3 separate regions of the Mus musculus genome follow, and regions 1 and 3 are each linked to region 2. The links are chromatin contacts, called in public promoter capture Hi-C maps. All regions are on one chromosome and are shown on one strand. Each heading gives the region's core, a stretch centred on a gene start, on an enhancer-like site or on the middle of the called end of the contact. The rest is flanking DNA. Distances are from core to core; before and after follow the strand shown. Region 1 has its middle 22 kb from the start of Lyrm9. Region 2 holds the start of Sarm1 (sterile alpha and HEAT/Armadillo motif containing 1). Region 3 holds the start of Proca1 (protein interacting with cyclin A1).

Region 1 (4,170 bases), core at 1,396-3,895, 350 kb after region 2:
CCATCACTGACTTTGCTCCGTTCTGCAAGATGATCCAATAGGCTATTGTTAATCTGTCAATCATCTGTTCATTGGTGAGAGTGCAGACACTTTGGCGGTGGAGGGGTGGAGGGTGGAGTCTGTCTTTTAAAAAAAATTGTTCTTCCTGGAATTCAAGATGATTCAAGAGGAAAAGTTAAGGACATTGATTTATCTCTCTGCCTCCAAAATCCAGACACCAAATGAAACAGAGATGCCAGGCTTTTATTAGTAAATGAACCTAGCCTGGGGTCATAGGCTCTTTCCCGAGAAGCTGGGTTTGACCATCTGTCTTCCAGAAGCAAACAGCCAAATTCATAGCAAAAATCAGAAAAAGATGGGAACTAGAGAGATGTCGCAGTGGTTAACAGTGCTTGCGGCTCTTTCCAGAAGACCTGGCTTTGGTTACAACACTGACACCAGATGACTCACAACCACCCGCAACTCCAGTTCTGATGCCCTCTTCTGGCCCCTGTGACTGCGTGTGCATATGTGCATACTGTAGAGAATTAAAAACAATAAAAATTAATCTTTGAAAAGGAGAGTACAGCTGGGTTGTCTCTTTCCTGAGGGATCACTTGGATACTGTCTCTCATGATATACTGGTTTAATTATGTTCTTCTTTCTACCCAGTTACACAGCAATGAAAAGCTTCATGTCTTCCCTACAGACCTGAATGTGGTCCAATTTAGGGTATTTGGATGGCCTTACAAAAGAATCAAATTAGGTGTGGTGGCCCAGGCCTATAACCTCAGCCTTTGGGATATTAAAGCAGGAAGATCAAGGAGTTCAAGGCTAGCCTGGGCTACACAAGACCCTACTAAACTAACAGCAAAAAGAAACAACCAAACTAGGGAGTACAAGGTGTTTTGAGGACTTGTTTTTTGTGTGTGTGTGTGTGTTATGTATGTGGATGTTTGCCTGTGTGTATGCCTATGCACCACTAGCACGCCTGGTGCCCATAGAAGCCAGAAGAGGACATCAGAGTCACTGGAAATGGAGTTACAGACCATCATGATCCACCACATGGGTGCTGGGACCTGAACCGTGGTCAGAGCAGCCAGGCCCAGCACTTGGGAGGCAGAGGCAGGAAGATTTCTGAGTTTGAGGCCAGCCTGGTCTACAAAGTGAGTTCCAGGACAGCCTTACACAGAGAAACCCTGTCTCAAAAACAACAACAAAAAAAACCAAAACACCAACCAACCAAACAAAAGAGCATCCAGTATTCTTAATCTCTAAGCTGTCTCTCCAGTCCTAGTATAAGGTGTTTTACAAGGAAAAGCACTGAGTGTAGAGCCCTGGCTTACAGAGACTAGACTCTAGCTCCTGTACAAGGTGACAGTACAAGGCTCTGGATCTCATGGTGACAGGTCTCAGCTGGATTGTCCAAGGATTATAAGGGAGGGCACAGTGAAACCACCAAACTAGACCTCTCATGGCTAAAAAGAAAAATTTGCTGGGGACCAAACTGCCCAAACTAATCTCTGGGCAGGGGGCAGAGCAAGATGGAGAAAGGCAAGCAGATTTCCTACGGCAGTCAGCAAACATAGGGGGCTTCGAGAGATTCAGGCATTATTGACCAGGAACTAGATGCTCTTGCCTGACGTAGCTGACCTTTGTGGTAGATGAAGAGAGATCCTGGCAGATAATGGATCAAGGGAGGTTTCTGGTAAACAGAAACCTACCTTCTGGCTTGTGTTTTTCTGGCCAAAGTTCTTCTATTTAGAACGTTTGTTGCCAGGACTGCCATTGGGGTAGTGGTGTGTGTGTGTATGAAACTTTGGACCTGATAGCAATCAAGAAATTATTTTCCGCAAAGGCTGTTTAGAGGTTATGAAAGCAGACTGGTTTGTGGGAAATGGGAGCCAGTATGGAAAGGAAGACAGGAAAGAGAAAGAAAAAACATACACACACACACACACACACACACACACACACACACACACACACACACACACACACACACACACACAGCAAGAGACTTTCACATGCTACCTTAGTCCCCTGCCAGTGATTTTTTTAACCCAGGATGGCCAGTCTTAAGAGAAGTCTGCCTCCTGCCACTCTTGGCTTGAACACAGCAGGACTATGGCATCCTAACCTGTAGGACATTTGATAGCAAGATCCAAAAAGGACAAAGTCCGGTGCCCCAACTCAAACACCACAGGTCAGCATCTCATGACCTAACTTGAATGGGAATTAAGAGAGAAGAGGAAAGGATTCCAGGGAAAAAGTGGGTGTGTTCTTCCTACTCTGCCAGAGTCTAGAAACTCTGGGGCTCCAGGTCCACAAGCTATGGAGTCTGCCACTCAGGTCTCCAGTGCTCTGGGAATTCCCCAGCTACCAAGAAAGGCAAGAAAAGGGTGTGGTTTATGCACTTTGGTTTTTGGAAAGAGGAAAAGGGGCCGGTGGGGTAGAGGGAGGAAGGAAGGGGGAGAAAGATTGATTACCTGCCTCTGACTCTCCCAGCACGGGATTTCTGAGGGAATTTCCTTGGGGCCCATAGTCCAAATATTCTAACTGATGAAGGACATTAATGTCTCTAGGATGTCTCCTCTCCTGCTGGGGCCATTACAGCCCTACTCTGGGGAAGAATACAAGCACACCGGGGAGGTTGCCTAGCTGCTGGAGGAGATGGTGTCTGGAGGCCTGAGGTCCAGTGCATTGCACCTGCCCTGGCATTATCTCGCACACCCACCAGAGTCACCAGGCAGTTCCCGATCCCAGTGATCACAGAAACAAAAACGGAGGCTATGGTACAACGGAGCTGCCAAGCAACGGCTTAATTAGAAATGGGACTAAGGAAGAAGACCCAGCATGGGGCTGCAGCTGACAGCAAGCCATTTACCAGGTGGCCAGAGGCGGGCTGGGGCTTTGGGGACTGGGTAGTGCTTTACGGACTTTCTTCCTCATGGTGGGACTTTCCTGTGTATGACAGGTCAATGGCCAGCTTGTTCCTGCAGACATCATAGCACTGTCCTCTACCTGGTCGGGTTTTCCCTTGTGATAAGATATAAGGAAATAGGGGCAGATGTGCATCATACATTGTTTACTAAGGAGGAGAAAGACTCAATGGTTAGCGCTCTTGGTGGACTCAGGGCGTGAGAACTTTGCCTCTTGTTCCTGTAAGTGTCTCTGTTACTATTTTATCAGTGCTTACAGTTTTGATGTAGTATCAAGAAGACTATGTGGAAACTGAGGCAGGAGGCTGCAATGAGCTCAAAACCAGCCTAGATTATAGTTACTTTCTATAGAATAAGCTAATATGTAGCAAGCTTATTTCCATTATACTTAATTAGTTAGATTTTTTTAAAAAAACTGTTGCTTTGTGTATACCCCTGGCTGTCCTGGAACTTGCTCTGAAGACCAGGCTGGCCTCTAACTCAGAGATCCACCTGCCTCTGCCTCCTGAATTCTACCACCACCTGGCAAGACTTATTCATTTTATTTTATTTAATTAATTTATTTTTATATTTATTTATTATTATATATAAGTACACTGTAGATGTCTTTAGACATACCAGAAGAGGGTGTCAGATCTCATTACAGATGGTTGTGAGCCACCATGTGGTTGCTGGGATTTGAACTCAGGACCTTTGGAAGAGCAGTCAGTGCTTAACCACTGAGCCATCTCACCAGCCCTATTCTTTATTTTAAATGTTTGAGTGCTTGGCTCACATGCATGCTAAGTGTGCCATGTGTGTGAATGCCTGACTACAGCTACAGATGGTTGGGAGCCACCGTGTGGATCCTGGGAACGGTAGCTGAGCCCTCTGCCAAGAGCACCAAGTGCCCATCACTGCTGAGTCAATTCTCCAACTCCTATTTATTGTTTTAAAGTTACATTTTATTTATAATAATAACAATAAAATCATTGTTACTGTTATTGTTGTTGTGTTCCTATAATCCCAGCCAGCGATTGGAAGAATAGGCAGGAGGATCAAGGATTATCTTCAATTACATAGTATCACTGGGCTGTCTCAACTGGCCAGCTTCCAATAATGACACAGACACTTATTATTTATTTATGAATGCTTAGGCCTTATAGTTTTGCTCTTTCCCAACTAGCTTGTATAACTCAATTAATCTGTTTATTCTAACTTCTGCCCTGCCACATGGCCATTACCTCTCTCCTTCAGTCCCTCCTTGTCT
Region 2 (3,772 bases), core at 61-2,560:
CATTTTTTGGACAGTTGTGTAATTTCCACATATCAAAGGTGATCAAAAATGCCAGAGAAAACACGTCGTGACACTTGTGAGGGCTGCGTGCTGAAAGCGACTCTTCTAAAAATTCTGAGCTGAGAGCCTGAGATTTTGGTGAAAATTAGTGTGACAGCCTGTTTTGCTCTGGCACCAGAAGACCGGGAAAGTGGGCCCTTCAAAGGCTTCATAATAGTTCAAAAGGAGGTCTCAGGAGGTAGGCAAAGGAGAAGCAGTCAAGCAGTTTCCCATAGGAAGGAAAGATACCTCAGTTTTCTCTGCCCCTACTATTTCGTCCTAGCAAAAACAAAAACAAAACAAAACAAAACAAAAACCAAAAAACTTTCTGTTCCTGATCAGACGCTGCAGAATAAGGTCATGGCTGCCCTGGTGAGAAGGTAACACAGAAAGACACCCAGATGCACGGGAGAATTATGGGCTTAGGGCAAAATCAGCAATGGGATACCGTCTCCAACCACCTTCACTGCCCTGGCAACCCCACACCTCACCCCACTCTCCCTCACCGGTTCTCAGCCACCAGGATCTGCTCCAGCAAGCGCGCGGCCTGCACACGGGTCTCTAGCTCCGGTGCCTGAAGCAGCCGCAACAGCAAGTCGAGGCCACCGTCCAGACGTATAGCATCGCATAGACCTTGGGCCACCTCGCGGCCCACGGCCGGCAGCAGCCAGGCTTCCTCTACCAGCTGGAAGACCTCGGCGAGACCCGCGCCCACAGCCCGCGCCGCGCTTGCCTGTTTCAGCTCGGACAGCGCCTGCTGCAGCTCAGGCAGCGAACGCTCCAGGGCGCCTTGCACCTCAGTGCCCACTCCGGGCGACACTTCGCGAGACCCGCGACCGCCCGCAGCCCACCATGGGCTGGCGCCACCACTCCGATCCGGTCCGGGCACTGTCAGCCGATCGGCGCCCGGCCGTGGGCCTGACATGGTGAAGAAGCGGCACAGTTTGTAGGCGGAGAAGAGCAGCGTCAGGACCATGGGCGCTGGGCAGCAGGGGACATGCCAGGCCTAGAGGGGCGGGGCCTGGCAGAGAGACCCCGGCCTTGGGAGGAGAAAGAAAAAAAAAAAAAAAAAAAAAAGCAAACAGGATCCGGTAAAGGTGCTGGGCTACAAGTGTAGAAGCAGAAGGAGGAGGGCAGCTCCGGGACTCAGCGACTTAGGAAGGGCATGAAGGGAGAGAGAAGCATGGACCAGACGCGGGAGGGTAGAGACGCCGGTGCCCGGAACAAAGCGCTGCTCCAATCTAAGCACAGCGGAGCTAAGATGCTCAACAGCAACCACGCCTCTGAGCAGCAGAGTCAAGGATTTGACGCCCCGCCTCTAGGTTTCACGGGCTCCGCCCCCGACGCAGGCGCAAGCCCTACCCCAGGTCTCCAGCCACGCCCACACCTGGCTCCGCCTCCTCTCCCCAGTCTCCCCTTGGTGGTGTGCAAGATGCTGTAGAAAGGGCTGTAAAGAGCTGTCTTCCATTTCCTACCGCTCGCTCGGCTCCCCAAAATGTGGAAGCAAGCTGGCTACATGTATCCACGTCCCCTCCGGATGGTTAAAGAATCGCAGTTGAGATTCTTAAAGCCCTTTAATGCCGGTTTCCACTTAGGCTTCACGCGTCTGTAGGGAGTAAAATTTAGTGTTTCATTTTGCCGCTGAGACTACTGCGGTCCATAGAGAAGAGACACCAAAGGCACGCTCGCCTGTGATTACAGAACAGAAAACGGAGGGGCTTCAGAAGTGTGCCAGTGCTTGGAATTTGGCCCAAAACCTGGCACTCTACCCCAGTGAGCACTTTCTTTATAGAGAAATCCCACTTAGTATGTGAGTCTAGAAAGTATGCCCAATGAGTCCATTTTTTTTTTAAAATAAATGAGGTCATTGAAGGTGTGGCCAGGGTGGTCCCCCGAGGATCAATGGATTAGTGAAAGCCTCAGGAATGGGCTCTGGGACTGGAAAGATGGCTCAGCCTTTAAGAGTACTTGTTCTTACAGAGGACCTGGGTTTGATTCTCAGCATCCACACGGCAGCTCATAACTGTTCAAAACTCCAGTTCCAGGGTATTCAAAGCCCTCTTCTGACCTCCATAGACACAAGACATGCATGTGGTGCACAGATGCACATGTGAGCAGACACTTATACACAAAACATAAAATAAATAAATCTAAAAAAAATAAAGAAAGAAGAATAGACTCTGACCCACTACTTCCTATGCTGTAACACCCAGCTTAGAGAGAACAAGGAGAGGCCAGAAATGAAGCTTTGTTCTTTTATGAGAAGAAAAGAAAACCTCCCCCAAAGTGCTTGCCAGCTCTCCCCCAACCCCCCTTCTTGCCCCAAAAATCCAGATTCGAAGCGGGGGGTAGGATGGGACAAGCACCTAGCCTGATCAAACAGTAAATCGATAACGGCTTATGGGAATGAGTTGGAAGCTACTCCAGGCACGAAACGTTTTGTCTGTTCTAGCTCACGGAATCTCTCAACACCTGATGAGGCAAGGCACCATGGTCCCACTTTATAAAAAGTAAGGCTCAGGGAGATTAACGGGACTGGCTCAGAGGGTGACAACACATGCTTTCTTTCCACCTCCCCAGCTAAGCTAAGCGTGTTATCCCTCCTGCCCGTGACCCTACTGACTTTGGTCTTGGCGAGGGTTTTCTGTTTCCCAGCTCTCCTGGGGCTGGGGTTCTGGGAATGTGACCCTTTGCTGCAGCTGTGTTTGGAGGAGGGCAATGGGGCTGGGCCAGAGGATGAGCAAATAAAGGGCAGAAACCCAGGGAACTAGGAACTCTTCTTCAGTCTGCTTCTTTTTTCAGGCAGGACAGCGAGATTCCAGAAGCTCCGCGCCCAGCTTGCCAAGGCCCTGGGCTAGAGGCCTGCCATGGCACCCCTGAGGCCCTTTTTCATACTAGCCCTGGTGGCATGGGTTTCTCTGGCTGACCAAGGTGTGGGAGGGGATTGGTGGGTACCTAGGGAAGTGCAGGTTGGGCAGGTGCCCTAGATTGGGCTGTAAACCTGATATTCCCTCCCATAGAGTCATGCAAGGGCCGCTGCACTCAGGGTTTCATGGCCAGCAAGAAGTGTCAGTGTGACGAGCTTTGCACTTACTATCAGAGCTGCTGTGCCGACTACATGGAGCAGTGCAAGCCCCAAGGTGAGTTCAGAGCCCTGGTGGGTGGGCCTGGGGCTCCCTCCACAGCCTGACACTCACTGCTCCCCGTTCTGCCTGCAGTAACGCGGGGGGACGTGTTCACTATGCCAGAGGATGATTATTGGAGCTATGACTACGTGGAGGAGCCCAAGAACAATACCAACACCGGTGTGCAACCCGAGAACACCTCTCCACCCGGTGACCTAAATCCTCGGACGGACGGCACTCTAAAGCCGACAGCCTTCCTAGATCCTGAGGAACAGCCAAGCACCCCAGCGCCTAAAGTGGAGCAACAGGAGGAGATCCTAAGGCCCGACACCACTGATCAAGGGACCCCTGAGTTTCCAGAGGAAGAACTGTGCAGTGGAAAGCCCTTTGACGCCTTCACGGATCTCAAGAATGGGTCCCTCTTTGCCTTCCGAGGTGACTCTATGGACAGGTCTGGTGGCGGTCGGATCTGCCTTAGGCTCATCTGCTTCTCACACAGTTTCCCCTGTTCTAGGGCAGTACTGCTATGAGCTAGATGAGACGGCAGTGAGGCCTGGGTACCCCAAACTTATCCAAGATGTCTGGGGCATTGAGGGCCCCATCGATGC
Region 3 (4,012 bases), core at 609-3,108, 300 kb before region 2:
AAGCAGAAATGACTCAAAGACGGCTGCATCACCGAAAGCCACTCCAGTATGAGTGACAGTTTATGAAAGCTGGAAATGAGGAGCACACTGCACAGCCTGCGGACAACTGGGCAGATCAGAGGGGCTTCCAGCCAGCTCAGCTTGTCTGAGAGTGTCTCTCAAGCAGTCCTGACTGCTTAAATATGCTTGGGGGAGAAGGGGTCTAGTACACCTGCTCAGTTTCAGGGATTTCCTGAAGCCTTTGAGTTGTTTACTTCCTGAGCTTAAGGAACTTTCCTGAAGGGGAGAATGTTTGATCTCCCTGCAGAACCGGCTGTGTGACCTTTCTATCATGAAACACTCAGAATTCTGAATAGGACTTTGGGTTATGATCCTCCCCAGAAATCCTTCACTGCACTTTCTGTACTACAGGAGCCAGGCCACTGGTACAGACACTTCTGGCTCAGTCCCAAGTCCTGTAACCAACACATATGACATCATTAACAACAGGGTCTTACCATTCAGTTTTGGAATGTTGCTGACAGCAGTGGTAAATAGCCCTATTGTTCTAGAGGCTTCCCTGACCAGCAACTCTAAGGAAGTAATCCACCCTTACTACTAGGGGGTTATATTTATTTATTTTTGAAACAGGGTTTCATGGTCAGCCCCAGGTGACCTGAAACTCAGAGATCTGCCTGCCTCTGCCTCCCAACAAAGGCACACAGGCCCATGCCACCACATCCGGCTTTCTCCCCTACCCCCCCCCCTCTTTTTTTTTTTTGAGTCCTGATCTTGGCTCTCCTGGAGCTCACGATGAAAATCAAGCTGGCCTCGAACTCAGAGATCTACCTGCAAGTGTGTGGATTAAAGGCAAACATCACCATGGCCAGCCTATCCTCTGCTTTTTGAGGTACACCTATTCTGGCTTTGGAAGCTGATTGGAGGTAAACTGAGAGATGTGACGTGAGGGATATCTGTGAAGCAGCTCTCATTCATTCACATCGTCTTGTACAGAGTTGGTTAACCCAGTGTGCATGTGAGAAGTCACCTCAATACTCAGTTCTCCCAGGGGCCTGCCCGAATGTGTAGTCCCATGAGGTGCATGTATAGGACAGTTGCACATATACTTTTTTGTTTTGTTTTGTTTTTGTTTTTCGAGACTGGGTTTCTCTGTGTAGCCCTGGCTGTCCTGGAACTCTCTCTGTAGACCAGGCTGGCCTCGAACTCAGAAATCAGCCTGCCTCTGCCTCCCGAGTTGCTGGGATTAAAGGCGTGCGCCACCACCACCCCGCACACATGTACTTCTTATGTTAGATCTGTGTAGACTTTTGGCGTCATCGTGTGTGATATACGAGTGAAGTGTGGACGCTGTGTTTGAGCAACGTGAAGGTTTCCTACTGGGATGGAGTTACCACGAATGTAAGTCACCTTACTTTCTCAACAGGAAAATAGGGCACTGTGGGGCCTAGGGATTGGGAGGAAATCTGAAGGGTAGATCTGAGGGGGATGGGTCTGGCGATCCGGGGTTAGGGGGCTTTAGGGTGTACTATACACAGTGGAGGAGGGACTTGTCACCAAGGAGACGCAAAGCCAGGATACCTGCAAGGACATACGTTCATGAAGATTGGTCCCTGGCTAACCTCCAGAAGGCGTGGCGGTCCTGGTGCTAGAGCTTGAATTTGGAAGGGGCGGGGCCAGCAACTGTTGTGGGCGGGGCTCTGGGCTAGAGTTTTCTAGAAGCAGGGACCAGCAAGGTGCTAAGTATGGGACTGAGTGCTGGGTCTGTAAGGTAAAGGTAAAAGCCCGTACTGGCGTTAAGGGTGTGACGAAGGGACTGGAAGGAGCTGGAGATCCCGGATGAAGAACCCGACTGACGCTTAGACCCGGGCTGGAAGACCTGAGGGGGGGAGGCGGGCGGGGGGTTGGGCAAGCATGAGGCGGAGCTAGGGGCTGGACTGGAGCTTACAGCTGGGCCGAGGGCTCGACCAAGCTGAGGTTCAACGTTGAACTCTGCGAGGTAGGGTCCTGTGGAAGAACTGGGCTGACAGCGATGTGGGTCAGGACGACAATAACGGTTAAAAGATGGACTGAGGAAAGGTCTGGCCGCAAAATTGAGAGAACCGAGAGAACTGGTAAGGGGCGGGGCAGAAGGATGGGGGCGTGGCTGGGCGTGGCTCTGGAAGTTTGCTTGACTTGGCTTCCTCCCGACCCAGGCTCAGCTCTTGAGCATTAGGCTGCAACCTCTGGCCTGGGCTACCGCCCCAAAGGCGCTAGGGTTCGGTAGAACCCTTGGCCCAATGCTCATCTGGGCTCCAGGGCTGGGCGGCCAGTTCCATTGACCTTGAGGGTGGGAAAGCGTCTGAGTATTCCACAAGTGACATCATAATCACCTCCAAGTGCCTAGCTAGGAGACATTTCCCAGAACAGGGCTCACTGGCCTCTCTTGCACTCTCCTCTCTCTCTCTCTCTCTCTCTCTCTCTCTCTCTCGCTCTCGCTCTCTCGCTCTCTCGCTCGCTCTCTTTCTCTCTCTCTCTCTCTCTCTCGCTCTCTCGCTCTCTCGCTCTCTCGCTCTCTCGCTCGCTCTCTCGCGCTCTCTCGCTCTCGCTCTCTCTTCCTTTTTCTTTCTTTCTTCCCTCCACACACCTTTTGTTTTGTTTTGTTTTGTTTTTTCGTTTTTTTTCGGGACATGGTTTCTCTGTATAGTCTTGGCTGTCCTGGAACTCACTCTGTAGACCAGGCTGGCCTTGAACTCAGAAATCCCCCCTGCCTCTGCCTCCCAAGTGCTGGGACTAAAGGCATGCGCCACCACTGACCGGCTTTTTTTTTTTTTTTTTTGTCCCTCCACACACATTCTTTTGGCTGCTCTAGTGCCTGTCCTCTGGGCCTCAAAGGAAGGGAGGGGTTTTGCAGGATAAGGAGGATCCTCTACAAATAAATGTGCATTTTGAGTTAGGTCCCTGCTACCTGTCCCAACGAAGAGACCACATGCTTTTCTCTTCCTTTCAAGCTATTACCATCTTCATTCTGCCACAGGAGCTCTGGACCGACTGCCTTGATCACCGCTCCCCTCTGTCCTCTTTGGACAAAGAGGCAGACTATCTCTCCAAATCCCACTTCTCGTTGATCCTTCCTGTTTTCCCTCCCAAACAGCTGATGTTGTCAACATCTATTAGGAGTATTAGTGGAAGGCAAACAGGCTTCAGCCTTGCATAAAGCCTGCTAGAGTGACAGGAGGAAAGGAGTCCAGTGCAGTTTGAGCCTGGCCTAGGCACAGGCCTTTACTGGAATAGCTTTAGGATTTGAGCGCCACAGGGGAGGCCCTGCATCAAGATCAAAGAAAGGAAATCAGAAGTGAGGAATCCGCAAGGTGGGGATTAAAAGCAAATGTTTTGGGGGTGACAACTGGATAAGGCAGGAGCTGAATCTAGTTTCAGGGCTTGGCCTTGGAGCTGTGGCATAGGGTACTTAGCTTAGGATATGTGTCTCCTTAGCCAGCAAGGCACACTGGCTTGGGAGCCAAGAAGACCAGCTTTTCTGCCTCTGCTGTCACCTTTCATCCTGAGCAAATTACTTAGTCACTCTGGGTCAGGGTCCCTCAATAAACAATTTAGAATCAAAGTCATACTTTAAAAGCCCACCGTAGGGTCCAGCATTGTGAAAGTGTATATCCTGGGAGATTATCTCCCCCATTACAGCTCACAGGAGTGCTAGGAGCTGGGCTTCCAGCTTACATGTAAGAGTGCTTGCTTAGCGTGTGTGAGGCCCTGGAGCTGACTCCTAGACACTTCCTCCAAAACAGCCCCAGTCAAAATAAATAAAGTAAGCAGAATGGCTCATGTCAGTCATTCCTGTACTTGGGAGGCTAAGGCAGGATTTACCATAAATTCAAGGCCAGCCTTGGGCTATATGAGGAATTCTAGGCCAGCCTATGGCTTTGTGAGATAGTCTCGAAAATAAATATATAAAAAGATAAAACACAGTACCCAGGTTTGAACCTGGCATTTATGTATTTCCAAGGGACATTGAATGTAT

Evidence for each region. Promoter capture Hi-C pulls out the DNA fragments that hold promoters and counts their contacts. Capture Hi-C pulls out chosen DNA fragments and counts their contacts.
Region 1: a promoter capture Hi-C map of liver shows a contact between it and region 2, with 2.8 times the contacts expected there. The contact joins the enhancer-like site here to the promoter of Sarm1 in region 2. A contact is called at or near these places in 14 of 39 promoter capture datasets (the 3T3-L1 cell line, 3T3-L1-derived adipocytes, the C10 cell line and 7 more), 2 of 15 datasets of contacts at CTCF or cohesin (embryonic stem cells and large pre-B cells), 22 of 484 Hi-C or Micro-C datasets (the F1.1 cell line, the G1E-ER4 cell line, MC3T3-E1-derived osteoblasts and 13 more), 7 of 115 datasets of contacts at active chromatin or transcription factors (embryonic basal ganglia, embryonic forebrain, embryonic stem cells and 3 more) and 3 of 9 other capture datasets (adipose tissue, macrophages and pancreatic islet).
Region 3: a contact with region 2 is called in a promoter capture Hi-C map of liver. The contact joins the promoter of Proca1 here to the promoter of Sarm1 in region 2. A contact is called at or near these places in 4 of 39 promoter capture datasets (cranial neural crest, liver, neural stem cells and 1 more), 1 of 484 Hi-C or Micro-C datasets (embryonic stem cells) and 1 of 9 other capture datasets (liver).

Annotation. Positions count from the first base shown.
Region 1 is chr11:78,846,311-78,850,480 of GRCm38.p6, forward strand. No RefSeq gene overlaps it. Among named protein-coding and RNA genes, the nearest start is that of Lyrm9, 22 kb to the left of the region's middle. Within about 2 kb of position 2,646, at least 26 of the 459 cell types and tissues checked have an H3K27ac peak or open chromatin away from gene starts, as enhancers often do. A contact at or near this core is called in liver, where this site is marked.
Region 2 is chr11:78,496,444-78,500,215 of GRCm38.p6, forward strand. It overlaps Sarm1 (sterile alpha and HEAT/Armadillo motif containing 1), which reads right to left and starts at 1,311. Exons shown (of 9, transcript NM_172795.3): 1 at 546-1,311. The coding sequence starts at 1,015. Vtn (vitronectin) reads left to right here and starts at 2,677. Exons shown (of 8, transcript NM_011707.2): 1 at 2,677-2,970; 2 at 3,060-3,179; 3 at 3,258-3,599; 4 at 3,679-3,772. The coding sequence starts at 2,907.
Region 3 is chr11:78,192,844-78,196,855 of GRCm38.p6, forward strand. It overlaps Proca1 (protein interacting with cyclin A1), which reads left to right and starts at 1,859. Exons shown (of 4, transcript NM_001368876.1): 1 at 1,859-2,111. The coding sequence starts at 2,030.